2 separate regions of the Mus musculus genome follow, and region 1 is linked to region 2. The links are chromatin contacts, called in public promoter capture Hi-C maps. All regions are on one chromosome and are shown on one strand. The core of a region is the stretch at or near the end of the contact, and the rest is flanking DNA. Distances in the headings are between cores, read along the strand shown. Region 1 overlaps Gm9886 (a long non-coding RNA gene). Region 2 holds the start of Cyp26c1 (cytochrome P450, family 26, subfamily c, polypeptide 1).

The links. Promoter capture Hi-C pulls out the DNA fragments that hold promoters and counts their contacts.
Region 1: a promoter capture Hi-C map of embryonic stem cells shows a contact between it and region 2, with 2.3 times the contacts expected there. A contact is called at or near these places in 5 of 39 promoter capture datasets (embryonic stem cells, liver, pre-B cells and 1 more) and 1 of 130 datasets of targeted methods (embryonic forebrain).

The regions. Positions count from the first base shown.
Region 1 is chr19:38,317,033-38,323,341 of GRCm38.p6, reverse strand. All of the region lies in intron 2 of Gm9886 (a long non-coding RNA gene), which reads left to right. Among named protein-coding and RNA genes, the nearest start is that of Gm9886, 7.1 kb to the left of the region's middle.
Region 2 is chr19:37,684,198-37,690,575 of GRCm38.p6, reverse strand. It overlaps Cyp26c1 (cytochrome P450, family 26, subfamily c, polypeptide 1), which reads right to left and starts at 4,896. Exons shown (of 6, transcript NM_001105201.1): 1 at 4,693-4,896; 2 at 3,915-4,139; 3 at 3,182-3,457; 4 at 1,591-1,746. The coding sequence starts at 4,896. All of the region lies in intron 2 of Gm32342 (a long non-coding RNA gene), which reads left to right.

The sequences.
Region 1 (6,309 bases), core at 1,327-3,826, 640 kb before region 2:
TGGGGGGTGTTGCATCCTTCACCCCCCTACACTTGAGGCTTGGCCTTACTGCACATTCAACCACGTTCAGTCTCCACACACTTAATCACTGAAAAAAGAGGCAATTTGTGCTGGTCTATGAAGCCAACTCCCTCATCATGTGACCCATCATAGGTCAGAATATTGCCCCTCTTGATTGGATGGGAGACTAAAGGCCTATGGGAAGAGGAAAGCCAAGGGTTTCCATCATCTGTCTTTGTTGAGGGCAAGTGGGCATTGATAATCCCGATGGTGCCTCCATTTTGGTGCACAGGAGAAGCTGTGTGATTGTTTCAGGGTGATTGAATTAATTGTTCATATCTTAATTGAGTCCTTATGAGTTGTTCTGGTTTGACTCTGAAATGTTTCCTCACGGGCTGGTGTTTTGAATGCTTGGTCACCAGATGGTCAGGCTTTAGGAGTCAGGACCTAGCTGATGGAAGGTCACCAGAGGTGGGTCTTTGAAGGTGCTAACCGTCATCTGATGTCTGTCCTTACCTCTGCCACAGGCTTGCATGGCATGAACTGCGACACATTGCCATGTCTTCCCTACTCTGCCTCTGTCTCCTACAACCATCCTTATCATTCAGCAAAGCTAGTCAGTCATCCTTCTAGGTAGCCTGGGACGCTGTTTTTGGACTCACCAGAATAGATCCTCTAATTACTCTCTGGGACAACATTGTCTTTCCAAAACTCCCTTGCCTAAATCTTTTCTCATCTTTGTTTCCTGGAGTGTAGATGTCCACAATTACCATACATAGTCATTGAAGCTACATGAGCATGCCAGTTCTGCTGGCAGCTCTCTGGTGGACATGTAGATCTATTCTTCTTGAGCCATGTCCCTCTCCCCTCCTCCCACCTCCCAAAAGCTATGAGTCATGCTGCTCAACGCTCCTTCTTCAGAACCCTTTAACAGGTACCAGACTCTCCTACAGTGAAGATCCATGGCTTGAAGCCATATTGAAGCTTCTAGGTAGACGTTATCTCTCGTGCCTGGATGAATGATTCTGGCATTTATCATAACAGCTAATGGTTTGTTTCTGGGAAGAACCCGAAAGTACAGTCAGAAAGATGTCTGAGATCATCAACTATGATCTGGTTCTTATTCGATTTGTTGTCAGGCAGTGGTATCTTTTCATCTTGTACCACATATTGCGGTTGTTCCAACTCAAGGGCCTTTTAAGGACAAAGCTGCTTGCTCTGGTGTACTAATAATTGTTACTGCTATGACTCACTTGCCGTAGCATTCGTGACAAAGTAGCTGAGAATGTAGACATCTCCAATATCAGCATTAGGTCACTGTCCCCTTACAAATTCTTATTTTTATGTGTATGTATGTGAGTTTATGTACACCATGTATGTGGGGGGGGTGCTGTGGAGGCCAGAATAAGGCATCAGTTTCACTGCTGGAACTAGAGTTCCATCCTACAGGCAACCACCTGCTGTGGGTGCTGGGATCTGACTCCAGGTGCCCTTAACTGCTGAGCCATCTCTCTACTCCTAGGTTGCCCTTTAAACTTTCTCCCCGGGAGAGAAGAAGATTTAGAAGTTGCTAACTATGAAATGCTGGAAATAAAGGGGACTGAATTTAGATAGTTCAAAGTCCTGGGTTATTTATGATCAATAATACCAAATTTCATTTCATAATATTCAAGGATGTAGGTGTGACTAGGAGTGTACTTCTAGGTAGATGCTGTAAGCCCTTTTAGTTGATAGATCTGTTATAAGGGGTCTGTGTGCTGCTCCCAAGTGTAAGCATAGCAGTGCACATCTGGCTCAGTCATCAATGACTGCCAGGACACTGGCATACTGACCTCAATATAGGTATATGAGGCAGCAAAACCACCATCAAGCCAACAATGGTCTCCACAAGATAGCTGAGCTGGAAGGGGAGGGGACTTATTATTGCCTTTCCTTTATGAGGAAAACTTCCCACTGAAAAAGCTATTCAAGTGTTATATGAAGGTCACATGAGGGCCAGCAAGATGATTCAGTGCATAAAGGTATTTGCTGCCAAGCCTGCTGACCTGAGTTCAATCCTAAGGACCTACATGGTAGAAGGAAAGAATGGACTCTTGATAGGTGTTTTCACACACACACACACACACACACACACACACGTACATGATAAATAAATGTATACAATATATTTTAAAAAGAAAGTCCCTTTAAATATTAAACAAAGTGCTGGGGGTGATGCATGTCTTTAATCCCCGCACTTGGGAGGCAGAGACAGGAGGGTCTCTGGGTTTGAGGGCAGCCTGGACTACAGAGTTCTGTGTACTAGTCCTACATAGAGAAAAGCTGTCTCTACAACCATAAAAAAAAAAAAAGACAAAGCAATTCCAGTAATAGCAGGAGCCCTTCCCCACCCCTCTCCAGTCTCCTGAAACAGAGACTTTCAGCTGTTTTGTGTTTCTAATGATACCTACTTCTGTATTCTAATTGGGGTAGTGTGCAAGGGCTGAAATTCCTTACGTTATCTGTCCTGGATACGCAGTTGTTGACTTATTATTAGAATGGGTGGAGATTTAAATTTCTCAGCGCTATCTCCCAGGGCCCTTCCCATTTCCCTCCCTAGGCCCAGGACCAGTGATAGAGGCCATGACAGCAGGGACAGCAGTCCCCAGAGTACGGGCTGCTTAAGCTTGCATTCAAGCTTTGTGACCTCAGGGAATGAATGTAAGCTCTCCAGCCTAACAGATACGTTGACAATAAGAGCGACATAGGTGAATGAAAAAACAGATTGGGTTAAACTATTGGAGCAGTTACATTAGCTGGGAGTAAGTGTTTCATAATGCTGGCTTCAAGTTAAGTTTTGTAATTGTTAAATTTAAAGAATTACACTTAGGGGCTGGGGCAATGGTTCAATTGGTAATGTGTTTGCTACATAAGCGCAAGAAGAAAACCCAGCTTTGACAGTCCTGCTGTCAAACCTGGGACCCAGTGCTGAAGAGGCAGAGACAGGAGAATCCCCTGTGCTCATTGGTCAGTCAGTGAGAGACTCTGTCTCAAGCAGTAACAGAGAATTGAGGACACATGGCATTGCCCTCTGCTGTCCCCCGCCCCCCACATGCACACACAAGCAGGCATGTACGCAGGTACACTCATGCACACATACATACATGTAAACATATGCTCACACTCACATATGTAAACACAAACACACACATAGATTCTGTATTCAGATCACTGCAAATATATAAATATTAGTCCCTGCTAAACATTAGTCGGTTTTTCTGCTTTCGTGACTTGTTCCCCGGAAGCTAATAATTGCATTGGTACTTATTTAGTTTTCGGTGAATCTGATAACTGATTCTCAAACCCTCCTCAAGCTCAATAGCAACAATACGTTATCAATAACTTCTCACTTCATTTTAACCCTGGGGACCCCCCCTCCCATCGTCCCAGGAAGCTTCTATACACCTTTACCTTCTGGTCATTTTGTTGCCGACTGCATAGACATTTCAGAATGAGGGTCAACAAGTTGGCTCAGGAAATAAAGGTGCTTGCTGCCAAACCTAACAAGGTGAGTTCAATCCTAGGACCTACACGGTGGAAGGAGCCAACCGATTGCTCCAAGTTGTCCTCTAACCTCCACACATGTACATGTGCATGGATACAAACAAACAGAAACTTTAAAAAGGAAATCTTAGAACTGCCTTCTCGTCTGCCTTAAATTCTGTTTTCAAATCCCGATCCCACATCCCTTTCTTTGACAGTCTATTCTCTCGTTTTGGTGGGGAACACTCTGCAGTATCTTCTAGGGAAAGATTCATAGGAAGTAAAAGTTACGTGATGCTTTCATGACTTGTGCCCCCTGAAGTTAGTAAGTGCATCATTTTTGCTGTGTTTTGTGTCCCTAGGTCTGGAATCTTCATTTCTTTCTTTGGACAGTAGGGGCGATAAACACATCACTGCAATAATTAAGTGATTAAATGTGTGAAATCTATTTAGCACATTTCCTACATATTGGCAAACGCTCAGGCAAAAGTCATTCTCAGAATTTATCTCCATCATCAACACTTTCAGTCTATTCTCTGCAGGTGGCGAGACCATTAAAGATGGGCATGAGCCAGAAGTCACTGCATTAAATGGAAAACTGCATTTTAGGAAATAAATTTAGAGTGATGCTGATGTGGAAAAGGAGCCACTTTCTCTTCTGCTGGTGAGCTCCTGTTTCAGATGACTCTTTCCTTGGAAAGGGCAGCGTGGCTGCCTTCTCCTTGCCTTGAGATGAAAACTTCAGGGCTTCCTCATAGTTCAGACTTGCTTCTTCTAAACTTAGCTTTCCTGAAGATATCTAGTCTTTTTTTTTTTAAATCTTAAACCAAGCTGCAGGAAAGAAGAGTGGAGCTTTTCTTTCAATCCCTGCCTTCAATTAACATCAGCTTCCTAATCTGGCCATCCACAGAATCATAGAAGCCTTATGTCATCAGAGCTAATAGAGCATGGGCCAAAGAGATGGCTCAGTGGGTACAGATACTTGCTGCCAAGCCCGATGGCCTGAGTTCAGTTCCCAGGACCCACACGGTGGAAGGAGAGAATTGATTCCACAAGTTGTCATCTTCTACACACATATGTATCTCCTTTTAGGAAATACTCAAAATTTCTGGCTTTGTGGTACAAATGAAGGTGAACATGAGCATTTTGTTGAGAGAGCTTTTTCTATTTGGTCTTTTAACATAGTGTATCTGCTTATTCATATGCTATTCCAAATACTAGTCTTTTTTCCCCTCTAAACTTTGGTGATTCTGTGCTAAAAATGCTTCCCATTTGGTGAGTAAAATGCCACACCTGTCAAACACCAACATACCAAATGCTGCCTGCAGATCCCTAACCAGGCAAAGCCAAGCGAGAGGAAACTGGCAAGCTCCATAGCCTCATCTCGAACATCTCAACAAGTTATTCCGCAGAATCTGGCCACGTCTTCACTGTCTTCCAAACCTCTAAGTTTCTTCCCCTTTCCCCACCCTGCCCCAAACCCTCTACAACAGAGAGCTACAGACTTTTTCCAAATTGGAAAAGACATGAGGACAGTCCTGATCAAGTTAAAATATTTTATTAAAAAAAAGAAGGAGGAGGAGGAGGAGGAGGAGGAGGAGGAGGAGGAGGAGGAGGAGGAGGAGGAGGAGAAGAAGAAGAAGAAGAAGAAGAAGAAGAAGAAGAAGGAAGAAGGAAGAAGAAGAAGGAAGAAGAAGAAGAAGAAGAAGAAGAAGAAGAAGAAGAAGAAGAAGAAGAAGAAGAAGAAGAAGAAGAAGAAGAAGAAGCCCAAAGCAACTTGGACATCACACTCTGGATGACATTTCAGCCCAGAACTTTGGGGGAACCTTCCCAAACCAAGACTTCAGAATCCACTAGAGAACATTGCAAAAGAAAAATGGAAGACAGGAGCCTGGTATGGCTGTCCTCTGGGAGGTTCTGCCAGCACCTAAGACAGATGCAGATACTCACAGCCAAGCACTGGACTGAGCCCCAGTGAAAGAGTTAGGGGAAGGACTGAAGGAGCTGAAGGGAATTGCAACCCCATAGGGAGAACAACAATATCAACTAAACAGACTCACCTCAGAGCTCCCAGGGACTATACCACCACCAAAGAGTATACATGGGTGTGAGTCCATGGCTCCCGATACATATATTGCAAAGGACTGCTTTATCTGGCATTAATGGGAGTGGACATGCTTGGTCCTGTACATACTTGTTGCCCCAGTGAAGGGGGATGAGGAGGAAGTGGGTGGGTGGTGAGCACCGTCTTAGAAGCAAAGGAGAGGAGGGGTGGGGAGGAGGGTTTGCTGAGAGAGGATCCAGGAAGGGGGACAACATTTGAAATGTAAATAGATAAAATAATTAAAAAAGAAGAAAAAAGCAAGGATGATTCCCAAACCGAGAGAGAGGAGAGAGAGGAGAGAGGGAGAGAGAGAGAGAGAGAGAGAGAGAGAATGAAAATCCCCTTGTTACAGGTCCAATGTGTATAGTTTGGACCCTAAGAATATATATATATATTTCCTTAGTTAACTTTTGGTACCCTTTTAAGGAACTTTGTAAAAATTGCATTATTTATGTGCATATGGGAGGAGATACATATGTGTGTAGAAATGAGAGGACAACTTGTGGAATCAACTCTCTCCTTCCACCATGTGGGTCCTGGGGACTGAATTCAGGCCACCAGGCTTGGCAGCAAGTTCTGTACCCACTGAGCCATCTCTTTGGCCCATGCTCTGTTAGCTCTGATGACATAAGGCTTCTATGATGCTGTGGATGCCCAGATTGGGAAGCCGATGCTAACTGAAG
Region 2 (6,378 bases), core at 3,647-6,146:
AGGACTATTGGGAAAGTCCTGTTGAGCGATAGACAGCAACTATATACACCCGCTTTGGGCGAGTTCTCAGTGATACAGGGATATTGTTCTGTGCTTAATCCTCGTTAGATTCTCACCTTCGCCCCATGGGGAGCAATTACTGCTGTCATTTTATAAGATTGGAAACTAAGCTCTGGAAAGCACTCCAAGTCCCTAGAACTAGTACTTCCAGCCGTGAGTCTGAGGTGGTCGGTCTTCCCTCCTTTCCTCTGTTTCTCCAGCACCAGCCTTGCTCCAGTGCCAGGTTCTTCACCTTCTTGCTTACCCTTTCTGCCCTGTTTTGCTGAAGGATATTCCACAGGCCCCATCACCTGCCTTAAGCCTGCCCTTCAGGGTAACACCCGTGTTTATGCCGGAAAGCTGTTTTCAGCGACCGCAGGGTGAATGCACACCACCCACCCTAGGGCTTGAACAACGCAGCTATTCTGCATCCTGGCACAGACTCTGGCATTGAGCGGGTACATAATAATCTTTGTGCAGTGAATACTGACCTGGTTGGAGGCTAACAACTGGTTCTACCTTGGACAAAAGGAAACTGAGATAGAGACCCCAAGAGCCAGATATCCTCTCTGTTCAGCCTGGCCAATGGGTCCCTTCTCCTGAGCCTTGTTACTCTCTAGTTCTGTCAAAAGGCAAACTACTCATTTCTTTCTTCACCGCGTCCCTTCATAGCCTGGCACTGTCTTGGGTACTTGGGTCCCCAGGACTCAAAATCTCCTAAAAATGCTCCTTCTCTCCTAAACCCTTTGTTGCTTCTGAACTCACACCCATCGAGAGGAGAGATTAATACTTCCATTCTCGGAGGAGACAGCTGGGCTCCTAATTTTTAGTGGTTTAGTGGAAGAGGGGAAACTGAAACCAGAGAGCACATGACAGTGACTCATGGGAGACTGCAGTCTTCACGTTTCTAAATGTCTCTGGCCCTCTTACTGTGTCTTGACTTCTGAAGCAGGGCCCTCCTGCCCTCCACCACACTCGCTCTACCTACATGGGAAGGAATCCCAATTCTCCAGGAGGCTTTGCAGCAAGGGCAAAATGGGCAGGTGTCAGGTGCTAAGGTGCCAAGTCTCGGGGTGGCTTATTTAAAAAAAAAAAAAAAAAGAGTGCTGATTTGGCAAAGAAAAGATGTCGCTTTGAGGATGAGCAGTTTGATCACGAGCTAGAAAGTTCAGAGAGGGAAAGATCACACTGCACAGGTAGGAGGATGGCAAAGGCATGCTTTGAGAGACAGGATATAGGAGGGGCCAAGAGGCAAGCTGTCTAGATCCAGACCCTGTAGGACCAGACTTAGAATTTGATGCTCCTGGAAGAAGGGCTACAGTCCAAGGCTTCACAGCTGGCAGGTGTGGTAGAGTCATGACTGGAACCCTTCGTTGTCATCCTAAGCTATGTCTATGCCTCAACGTGGTGTGAAGCACAGGATGTGACTGGGAATGGACTGTGTGTGTGTGTGTGTGTGTGTGTGTGTGTGTGTGTGTGTGTGTGTGTGTGTGTGTGTGGTTTCTGAGGAAGGAGAGTCGGGGGAGGGAGGGGCAGCCTCCGATCACCTACCTTCAGCTCTTGCACTGAGGGCTCGTGGCCCAGCTCCCTAGCGCTGTTAATAATCAAGAGCAGGGCATCACCTGGCTCTGCTGTCTGTTTCTCCTGAAGCTTCTCAGCGACGGCCTCATCCAGGTGCTCATACAACTGGTCCCTGGCCCGGATGCCCTGATGCACAGGGAGAGAGGGCAGTTGGGGTAGGAAGGCTGGAGAGGGGGCAGACTTGACTACTACATCCACCCAGAGCAGCGTTTCTCAACCTGTGGGTCGAAACCCCTTTGAGGGAGTGGATGATCTTTTCACAGGGGTGGAAAGATTCTGATGGTCCCTGAGACCATCAGAAGACACAGATATTCTCATTTACAGTTCAAAACAGTAGCAACAAAAGTCATTTTATAGCTGTGGGTTACCACAACATTAGGACTAAAGGATCAAAGCATTAGGAAGGGTGGCCTAGATCCTGGTGTTACTCTAAGCTGTGCACCTAATACATGGTAGGCATGGCTCAATAAGTGGTCATAGATTTGCCTACTGTCTACAAATATCACTGCCATGATAAAAGCCCCCTCTGGCAAGGCAGCTGCTGTCACCTAGAGAGCAGAACATAAAGCGCTGAGCGGTCAAGCACTTGTTCCCTTCCACCGCTTCCGGTGCCCGTACCCAGCACAGAACCATTAAGGTCCAGCCAGCCATTACCCTTTCCTCGAACCAGACTCAAGATAAGGCAGTGAGCATCAGTACTAAGGGGCACCTGAAAAACTCCATTGAGGACATTATCCTCTGTTCTAAACGGTTAGCTTCTGTCAGGGATTGGGCAAAGAGGGCAGGGACGGCTCTCCAGAGTTCAGGAAGCAAGCCCAGCCAAAACATCCCCTTGGGGGAAGCATTGAAACAGAACACTTGAGTTTGTAGCCAGAAGTATCTTGTTCAAATCTTGACTGTGTTCTTGCTTGTCATGCGCGCCTGACTTCAAGGAGGCCTGCTTGTCAATAAAAGGAGAGTAACACTTTGCCGGTTGCAAGGACCAAACCAGAAACGTACCGCAAGGTGACCAGTGCACACTCAGGTTCCTTTTCAGATGTATTATTTTTATTCAAGCGACTGAACGCTCTAGGGCAAAGGGAGAAAGAAGGCAAGACCCAGCTTCCTTTAGCTCTGGGGCGCCGCCCATGATTCCGAAAAGGCCTCGCTTTTCTGATCCGGAAACCAGCAGGCCCAGGGCGCGGGCTCAGAGCCGACACCCATCCCTTAAGACAAGAGCCGGCGCCGGGCTTCGTCTGCTGCCCTCCCGCTCCGGTGCACTCCGCAGCGCCAACCTTCCAAAGGGTGATGGAGAGGTTGCTGTGAGGCACCACTTTGAGAAACGACAAACCGCCTGCCGGGATGCTTGCCACTAAGACTCAAACTCAAGAAGGCTACACTGGCTCGAAGGCAGGAGCATCCCATAGAGGGTGTGTGGCCTGCCCCGGGTCACACAGAGAGTCCGAAGAGATGCAGCCCTGGTCCCCACCAACCACCACCGCACGCTGGACCACGCCCTCTGTCCAAAGGGACACTATCTGGACCCTCTGGAGCCTTGGGCTAAGGTCTGGGGCGGCATTACCTTGCGCAGGCCGCTGAACGGTACGTCCAAGGGCAGTGAGAAGAGGTTCTCCACCAGCTGTTCAAAGGTATGGGCCAGCTCGGTGCATCGCGCTTCGTCCAGCTGCAGACCCAGCAGGATGCGCGCGGCCATGCGGAAGGTGAGTGCTTTGGCCGCCTGGTAAACAGCCACCGGTCGTTGGGCGGCGCACCAGGAGCGCACCTCTCGCCGCAGCGCCCCCTGCAACCGTGGCACGAATTGCTCCAGAGAGGAGCGGCTGAACACGCGCGCCAGGACCTGTAGGGAGCGCGCGGATCAGCGCAGGGAAGGCTGGCCTCTTGTGCTGTGCGACTCCGCAGCCTGAAGGCGAAGTCCAGTCCCTTCTTCCTCTTCTGAACCGCACAGGTCTAAACTTGTTGGCGTGGTTTCTATACCACTTTGATGTACAGAGTCCCTCCCATCCACTAGGCTCCAAATGCTGCTAGCTGCTCCACAGCCTTCCCTGAACCCTCTTAAATCTGAATCCCCAAAGCTGCTGGCAAGTGACATAAGATCTGAAATCAAGGACTTGTTAGCCTTGACTTGGCTTTACAATTCAAAACCCAGAAATGTAAGGAGACTTATTCCGGGCCACCCGTTCCTTAGGCCGGAACCCTGGTCAAGTGCACAATATATGTGGAACGCCAGGCCCTGGCCTGGCTCACTGCAGGAACCCAGGGTCCATGGATCTTTTAAGGTGCTTTGGTTTTCTCACCTTACGCCGTTGCCGATGGGGCTCACCAACCGCGCCAAGTAGTGTGTGTGACCCTAGTAGAATATGCGCACTCTGTGGCCACTGGCTACGCACCAGGCGGTGCTCGCCCAGCAGGATGGTGCGCACGTTCTCAGCGCCGCTCACCCGGATCACTGGCCTGCCCAGAAGGTGCGTCTTAAACACTGTCCCGTAGCGCTCGCGGCGGGAACTGTGGAAACGAGAGCCCTGCAAACAAGGCGGAGCTTGAAGGGTCTCTGGGTCTGCAGGGCTGGAGATCTGTCCCAGACATCCCAACTGCCTCTTCCTAGTCCTCTACTAGTCTCTACAACTCTCTAGTCCTAGGCTGTCACATTAGTTACAAAACAAGATCTCCAACCGGCCTCTTAGCTACTCGATGGGATTGTAGAAGCCCACTGGTGAGGTGAGAAGCCCACTGATGAGGTGAGATAAGGCGTACACAGGAAATCTGAGTGCCCAAGGATGCATGGCTGAAATGTGGCTTGGCTTTTTAGTCTATGCTTGCAAGATATGGGTACCACATCCCTCAAACCCCTCCCTATGCCCCTGCTTTACAGCCCCAGTTGTAATCAAAAGAGTTTAAAATGAGCGTAAAACTCGGTGACATGGGGTCTCTTAGAAAGAACAGAACAGCTAGGCAAGTCGGGTTTTCGAAATCCCCGGAATATTTGGTAAGGAATCTTATGAGATGCACTGAGAACCAAGAGTGCATGATGGAAGATGCAGGAAAGGGGCATTGCTTTATGATAAAACCACTCACCTGTACCAACCAGTGCAGCGTTTCACCGAAGAATGGCCAGCCCATGGAGCCCTTGGGTAGGGGCAAGGTGGAGGCCCAATCCCGGCTCAGAGTCCAGCGGAGGGTCCAGAGTTGTTGGGCCAGGCCGAGCAGCAGACCCGCACACAGGAGAGTGGTGCCGGCAGCCCCCAGCACGGACAAACAGCTCAGCCCCCAGGAAATCATGGCGAGAATGCAGGGTTGAGAGGGGTGAGCTAGGCCACTGGGAAGGCAGGGGGCTCAAGAACTATTGCAGAGCTCACCTCACCTGCACAGTCCAGAAAAGGCCCAGGATTAGGGGCCAAGCCAGAGATAATATTAAATTCAAAGCTACCACTCTTAAAACAAGACGTTCAGTGGGAGGCAGTACTAACCCTGAGCAATTAGAGAATGTGCCTTCCTTGAGGCTGAAGACTCAGGGCATTTCTCCGGATGTCCGTTAAAAAAGAGTCACCGCATCCAAATTGGGCCATTTTCCTCTGGAATGCTCCCACCTTCTGGGCTCAGCGCTCCTAGATAGAGGCTGGGAGAAACAATTCACCAGGCACTGCCAGCCACTGTTGCTGCAGGGCAGCAGACCCCTGCCCACTGCCTTCCCTCCTTCCCTCCGTTAACCCTTCTCCGCCCACCCTCCGACAAGTTTATATAGATATTGCCTCCCTCCCTACGGACTGGGTCATACAACATGACGTGTCTACGGATATTTAAAGAGTCCCACTCAGAGTAATGATTGGAAGCAGTGGGCAGTGGCCGGTTCACCGACATCCAAATAGGGAGTGGCATCTGGGCGGGAGCTGGGGGGCGGGGGGGGGGGAGGGCTGAGCCCCCATGCACATCCTTGTGCGGAGCCTGCAGTTTAGCACTTGATTTCCATTCTCCGGTGCGAGCACCTAGCACCGCCAGAGTGCCAGCGTGAGAAGCCCACGTGAAGGAGACATCCTGCGAGTGCCTGGCTCTCAGATTCCCCCCTCCTTGAGTACCCCCACCCCACCCCAAACCTCTACTGTTCACCACATTAAGGTCTAAAGGCGGGGATTGCGCCCCTTTGCTCAGTCTCTCTCAGGGAAAGTGGCTTGTGACACTAGCGCTTCAGAAGGCTGGCTGGGATCCAGTTCCCCGACCCTCTGATGGCTCCTAGTTCTCCAAACTCCCACTTTAAGGGATCCTCCAGGAGATGGTAATTTCACTGCTTCCAAGCTTCCCGGGGGAGGGGAGGCACCCAAAGCACTCCAGAAGCCTGTAGCCTGGGTGCGGCTCTGGTCTTAGGACCAAGTCAATTTCTGGCTTCTTTTTCACTGCCCATCTCTGGAGTCTGCTGGATCCTGCCCCCTCCCCGGGCCTTCCAGCTTGCATCTTGGGCTTTGTGCCCCACTCTGGGCTGCAAAGCCTTTCCGCCTACCAGCTAGCTAACACAATCTAGAGGTGAGGGTGGGGGAGGTGCAGAGCGCGAGGGGGGTGCCTGTTATTTTGGAAAGAGCATAGAGGAGCCCAAGGGGTGTCTGCTCCAGGAAATATGGAGGTTCCTCTTTCCAAATCCCCAGATGCCTGAGCCAAAGCCAGGGGTGTTCCCAAATACCCAGAGTGCATGGAACAGCAGCACTCCAAAGTCTTCAGAGCTTCAGAGCACAGTTCCTGATATCCAGAATGTACTGTATCTTAAGAATTATT